2 separate regions of the Zea mays genome follow, and region 1 is linked to region 2. The links are chromatin contacts, called in public Hi-C maps. All regions are on one chromosome and are shown on one strand. Each heading gives the region's core, a stretch centred on a gene start, on an enhancer-like site or on the middle of the called end of the contact. The rest is flanking DNA. Distances are from core to core; before and after follow the strand shown. Region 1 holds the start of LOC100279446 (Sec14p-like phosphatidylinositol transfer family protein). Region 2 has its middle 14 kb from the start of LOC103632803.

The links. A called contact is a pair of places that touch in the nucleus more often than the background predicts.
Region 1: a Hi-C map of leaf mesophyll shows a contact between it and region 2, with 3 times the contacts expected there. The contact joins the promoter of LOC100279446 here to the enhancer-like site in region 2. A contact is called at or near these places in 15 of 25 Hi-C or Micro-C datasets (bundle sheath, ear, endosperm and 5 more) and 1 of 3 datasets of contacts at active chromatin or transcription factors (leaf).

What each region holds. Positions count from the first base shown.
Region 1 is chr1:27,158,524-27,161,499 of Zm-B73-REFERENCE-NAM-5.0, forward strand. LOC100279446 (Sec14p-like phosphatidylinositol transfer family protein) reads left to right here and starts at 1,524. Exons shown (of 7, transcript NM_001326538.1): 1 at 1,524-1,688; 2 at 1,807-1,924; 3 at 2,389-2,477; 4 at 2,575-2,621; 5 at 2,719-2,807. The coding sequence starts at 1,596.
Region 2 is chr1:27,078,302-27,081,186 of Zm-B73-REFERENCE-NAM-5.0, forward strand. No RefSeq gene overlaps it. Among protein-coding and RNA genes, the nearest start is that of LOC103632803, 14 kb to the left of the region's middle. Within about 2 kb of position 1,615, at least 14 of the 20 cell types and tissues checked have an H3K27ac peak or open chromatin away from gene starts, as enhancers often do. A contact at or near this core is called in ear, endosperm, leaf mesophyll and 2 more, where this site is marked.

The sequences.
Region 1 (2,976 bases), core at 274-2,773, 80 kb after region 2:
GGGCCGTATTCGGGGGTCCGGGTTGCGCGTATAGGGGTCCGGTGCTTTCTCACGGAGGTCCGGTCCAACTGACACATCCTGGGATGTATCATCTTTTCCCGCCACATGGTGCTCCTTGAGCCGTCCACGTGGTGGGGTTGGGTGCTGTTCTTCGTGCGGCTAGAGATCACCGTACAGGCACCGTGTCTTCATACTGTAGTAAGGGGTACCCCTGATTCAGGGTACCGACACTCATGTTTTTGTAGTTTTGCCCAAAGTTGCACTTTTGAACTTCATTTCTACTCATTTGGACTTGTTTTCTTCAATTTTCTCTTGCTAGAACATGTGCCCATGCTCATATCAAAGTAGTTAGTCTAATATGGTGTGTTGAGCACTTAATCACCAAAACATGTAGAAATGACCCTATGGCATATTTCCCTTTCATCTAAGACTTCTTAAATCGTAAAGCCTATGGAGCTCTTCATCTTACTCTGCACGTAAGTATCCACGATATTCATATTCTCCACACCGCTAGATTCTGCAGATTATCAAAAAAAGCTCAAAAAAAGTTGAACCAAATAGGCCCATCTGACATCTGAGTGTGAATCTACAATATGTATGATGTGAAAGTGTAATATAAGTTTTATTTTAACGCACAAACACGTTTGCTAGTATGACATTTGTTTGAAAGAAAACAGGAGGGGGTCCAAGCCAATGACCGAGAGCCAAAGAGGAATGTCCGAGTTAAAATGGCTTCTAGAACTAGTTCTATGAAGTAAAAGCAAAAGCTCATGCTTGAAAGAGGACATGCAACTAATCAATCGTTAGGGGGTATTATGAAAGATCCAATTATTCTGCCATCTCCAAATGCTCTAGGTCATGAGAATTAGGATCTCCACTTTTAATTGTCTCTTCAATCTGGTGGTGGACCTTACCGTAACCCGAGAGGACGGGGGGGGGGGGGGGGGGGGGGGTTGCAATAGATCTCTAGTAAGCTTTAGCAAAGTTGCAACCGAAGAAAAGATTAGTCACCATCTCTTCCCGTTGGAGAATGCAGTTTTTGTAAGTATATGTAGGAGGTAGTACATTAATTTTCTTCTGAGAATGCTTTTGGTGTTAAACCGATTCCTCAACAGAATTCAAAATATATATATTTTGTGCTTCGTCTGGCACCTAGAGCTTCATATCCAATTAAAGGGCGGCTGCGTAGGAGTATGGCCAATGAGCTGCATGTAAGTCGTGCTAGATGAGAAACGTGGTGGTGGTGGTGGTGGGGTGTTAGGGGGGGGGGGGGGGGGGGGGTGGGGGGGGGGGGTGGAGGAAGAAAAAGAAAACGGGCAAAAGTGGACGTGGAAACGGTGGATGCATGCGCAAGCTCAAAGCAAACGTCCGTTGCCGTTTGTTCCGTTCCCGTTTGCCGTGTGGTGTTGTTTCTCGGCTGCGACTGCGAGCTCCTGAGTTGAACACGGCACCCCGCCCGCCCGGGCTATAATACCCTCTCTCTCTTCCTCTCGGTCCGTCGCTCCGACACTGCCCCCCTTTCGGCCTTTCCTCTCAGTCCTCTCTCGCCACTCCGCCTCGCCGTCCACACCTCCCTCTCCGTGAAAATTGCTGAGATGGCCATCGACAAGGTGGACGCCAAGGAGAGGGAGAAGATCGAGGCCGTACGCAAGCTGCTGTGCAAGCAGGCGCCGCTCTCCGCGAAGCAGGTGACGCCCGAGAACCCAGCTTTGCTTTTTTGCGTACAATACCCATCGTCTCCGGCTCCGTTCGACCGTTTCCTTTAACTTTGTTGCCTGGTTGGGCGCGCCAATGGCGGGCGAGCAGGCGCAGTACTGCAACGACGCGTGCTTGGAGCGGTTCCTGCGGTCGCGGGGGGACAGCGTCAAGAAGGCGGCGAAGCACCTGAGGACCGTCCTCTCATGGAGGGAGAGCGTCGGAGCTGGTAGGCTCGCTCAGCTTCCATTCGTCTCGCACTCTCGCTCTCGCACCACGTTCGCCGAAAGCTTTCCGTGCTGGACCTTCTACTCCTAGAAATCTGTGGTGGTGGTTGGGCCGTGAACAAAAGGAAGCTAGTGTATCCATTAATGCTTCTCTGCGCTGCGCTGCTCTGCTGCTCTGCTCGAGCGGGAGCCGGAGCCGTGGCCTGTTCTTGCAGCTGTGACTGTGATACACTGATACCTACAGCACAGTGTATATATTTCTACTAGTCAAGCTACTGTGCCTGCCGCGCCGAATTTATTGCGCTGCCGATCTGGTTCATTCCTAGCAGTAGGAGTGTTTTCAAAAGTACAGTCCCCCCCCGGAACAGTACAATCGTTGGTGCTATTATGTTGGAATGATTGTTCGTTCGTGAAGATCGATGTGCTAACGGAGCCGGGGGCCTTTCTTTGTGCTTGTGCCAAGCAGATCACATCATGGCCGACGAGTTCTCCGCCGAGCTCGCCGACGGCGTGGCCTTCGTCTCCGGCCACGACGACGACGGCCGCCCAGTCGTGGTACGCCATTTCGCGCGCGGGACACGAAGATCCTGCCGAATGTATTGAGAGAAACTGTTGACTGAGCTCTGACTGAAACTTGCTTCTGTGTTTGCAGGTGTTTCGAATCAAGCAGGACTACCCCAAGTTCCACTCTCAGAAATCGTAAGAACTAGCACGCGTCCCTGCTTTTCCTCTTCCTCCGTTCCGTTCTTCCGTCTCTCCCTGCCACACACTGTCTTCTTCTTACACTTCCCTTTAGGTTCGTGCGCCTGCTGGTGTTCACGCTGGAGGTGGCCGTGGCGTGCATGTCCCGGTTCGTGGACCAGTTCGTCGTCCTCTTCGACGCAAGTAAGCCGCCGATCCTTGTCACCGTCAGGACCGATACAAAACACAGTGCGTGCGCTACGCTCCATTCTCGTTCTTGGTGGAGCATTTGTCCGCTACTCCTCCAGAAGCGAAAGAAAAAACCAAGGCAGAGAAGCAGCATTCATATTCGTCGGCATGCCTTTTGCTGTTT
Region 2 (2,885 bases), core at 365-2,864:
CGCGCGGGCAAAGATTAGTGGCATGATTGGTTTCGTCGTCGTCGCACTCGCTCGTCCACGCAGCGAGCCGGCGGCCCGCCGTAATCATGCTGTTGGGCTAGTGGAGTGGCACAGATCGTCGTGTCTGATGAAGTGATGGGACTCGGAGTGACTTGTGTCACCACTACTAGTGACTGAGAACCCAATAACGAAAAAGAACACCACACGTACGTTCGTACGCCAAAAGTCCGCATCTATGTCTTGTTGTGTACGTGCTGTGCCTGTGCGCGTCACTGGTGGACTATAGTAGTGTTTGAATTCGGATGAGCCTGCATGAAAAAGGTGCAAGTAAACAGGTGTCGATCCAACGGCCAGGGCGACCAACCATGCATTATGCATGTTTGGTGCCGGTCGTCGGCGCTCATCGCTTGCACCGTGGACTTTCACGCACGTACGTACGACGAGCACTTGTAGGTAGGTACCTGCAGACAGCACATGCTGTTTTTTTTTGTTTCAAAATTTTGAATCTGACCTACTACTACGTACTAGCGGCTAGTCCCAGCAGAGATACTACTGCGGTGCTTGCTCCTCCTGCACATGGTGAGGTTGGCCGCGCTTGGCGGCTCTCAACTCTCATCATAGTGAACTCGACCCTGCCGGCGGTTGAGGACCAATGGACGCCTCTGCATGCATGCATGGGAGCGCGCTATAGCCGGGGCGAGAAGGAACAACGAACAAGACAAGCAAGGGCCAGAGGTGTTCCACGCGCGCTAGCTACTACTACGTGTACGCACACTTGGGCGTCGTGCAGCTGGTCGTGTCGTCATGACTTTGGGCTTTGTGGAGGGGAGCTGCACTACTGCAGGTTCCCACGCCCACCCACACGCATATGGGGCCGAGAGAGGGCGAGATGCCGCCATTTTTGGCAATCGTAAAAAAGAGCAGAGCCCAGGCATAATTGTCAATGATGCCCGAATCCTTGCATGCCCCGGCCCGCATGTATGTTGGAGTTGGAGCACGTACGTCCACGCAGCGATTCAAACACGGTTGACCCCGCGTTAGAATCCACAAGTATATAAATACTCGAACTTTTGGGACGACTTTGTCTAGTGCTTACATTACACTGCGCATCTTTGATGCTTGATGACAGCGGTTAAGCAGATATATTATACGGTTACAGTACGCAGCAGCAGGCAGGCTAGCTACTTAGCTTTGCATTATGACAAGCTAAGTCGAGAACTTGGCTACACCCTATTAGTCGACGCTCCCATGGAATAGTAGGCAGGGCTGCTGGTGAGGGGAGGTACGTAGTAGGGGGTGCGGACATGTGGGCCCCCACGCCCGACATTCCGCGGTGGTCCGCCCCGGTAAATTATACTAATGCTGTGCGGTGCCCCAGTGGTCCTCGTGAAAAAAGATAGAGAGAGCAAGGGCGCTAGCTGCAACTGCACTACTGCAGCCTGCATGCGATGCAGGAACCTAATTCAGTTTCATGGTTTTTGTTTCGCTGCTAGCTGCTGCAAGAGCAAGAGCAAGTGCAAGTGCGAGTGCGAGCTGCATGCGGTATTGCGACCCGTGTGGGGGACCTTGCATTGGTCTGGATCTGACTCGATCTGATCGCCTCCCCATGGACCATGGACTACGTTTGGTAGGACTGCCCGCAGCTAGCACCAGCAGCTCAACCTATCGTGTGTATACTACCGAGTACCGAGTGAGTGTGACCCTCGAAACAGTGTTCTCGTGCAGTAATCCTACTCACAGGGTTGGAACATTCCTAGCTACTCACAGGCTATTGCGACGACTGCGGGATGTCCAGCGCGTCTCGATGCGCGTGTGACGAGGACCCCGTCGTTTTTTTTTCTCCATAGCAACTGCTATGGGTAGTTGGTTCTGGATAGTTTTCGCTTTCTATTATTCACTCAAGGGATTACCGAACTTCTTTTAAGGCAGGCCACGCAGCGATTCAAATAATGTTGACCCCCCGGCAGAATCCACAACTACCGCAAAACAAGTCTCGGTCGAGTGTTTTTCTTTTCAGCATTCGAAAAAAACGGCCGAGCGATTTTTTCGAAAACTCGACGAAGAGTTTTTTTTTGCTGAATGTTTTTTTATACTTGGCAAGCTTCTTTGCCAAACGTTTTATTTTTTACATTTGGTAAAGAAATTCTTTACCAAGTATTTTCTTTTTACACTAGGTGAAGACAATTTTCAAATCATATTTTGAAGCAGTACATTACTTTAAATGAAAAATGTTTTAACTACAAAGATGTACTATAGCTCATCAAGATGTAAATTTTTATTTTAGTCATTTCTTCATATGATAAAGTATAAATAAATTTATTCACAAGCACTTACATACCCCTCTTGTAGTTTATGAAACTACAAGAGAGATCGATGTATAAGGTTTGTGAATAATGTTAGAACCACCATGTTGGATGAGTAAATGATCAAACAAACAAAATAAACTTTGTAGATCTTGAGAAGTTATAGAGTCTTGTAGTATGGAACTTTTTGATTTGAAGTTATCTTGTCAAAGAAAACTATGTTTGCATTTTTAAAATTTGAAATTTCCAAACAACCTCGGATGGAAAAACCACCAAAATGAAAGTTGTAGGTCTTGAAACGTTATGAAACTCTATAGTCGACAACTTTTTTGATTTGAAATCATTTGATCATGCAAAACTATATTCGAATTCAAAATTTGAATTTTTCAAACGACCTCTGAACAAAAAACCACCAAAATGAAAGTTGTAGGTCTTGAAAAGTTATGAAACTCTATAGTCGACAACGTTTGAATTTGAAATCATTTGATCATGCAAAACTATATTTGAATTCAAAACTTGATTTTTTTCAAACGGCCACGGAACAAAACACCACCAAAATGAAAGTTGTAGGTCTTGAAAAGT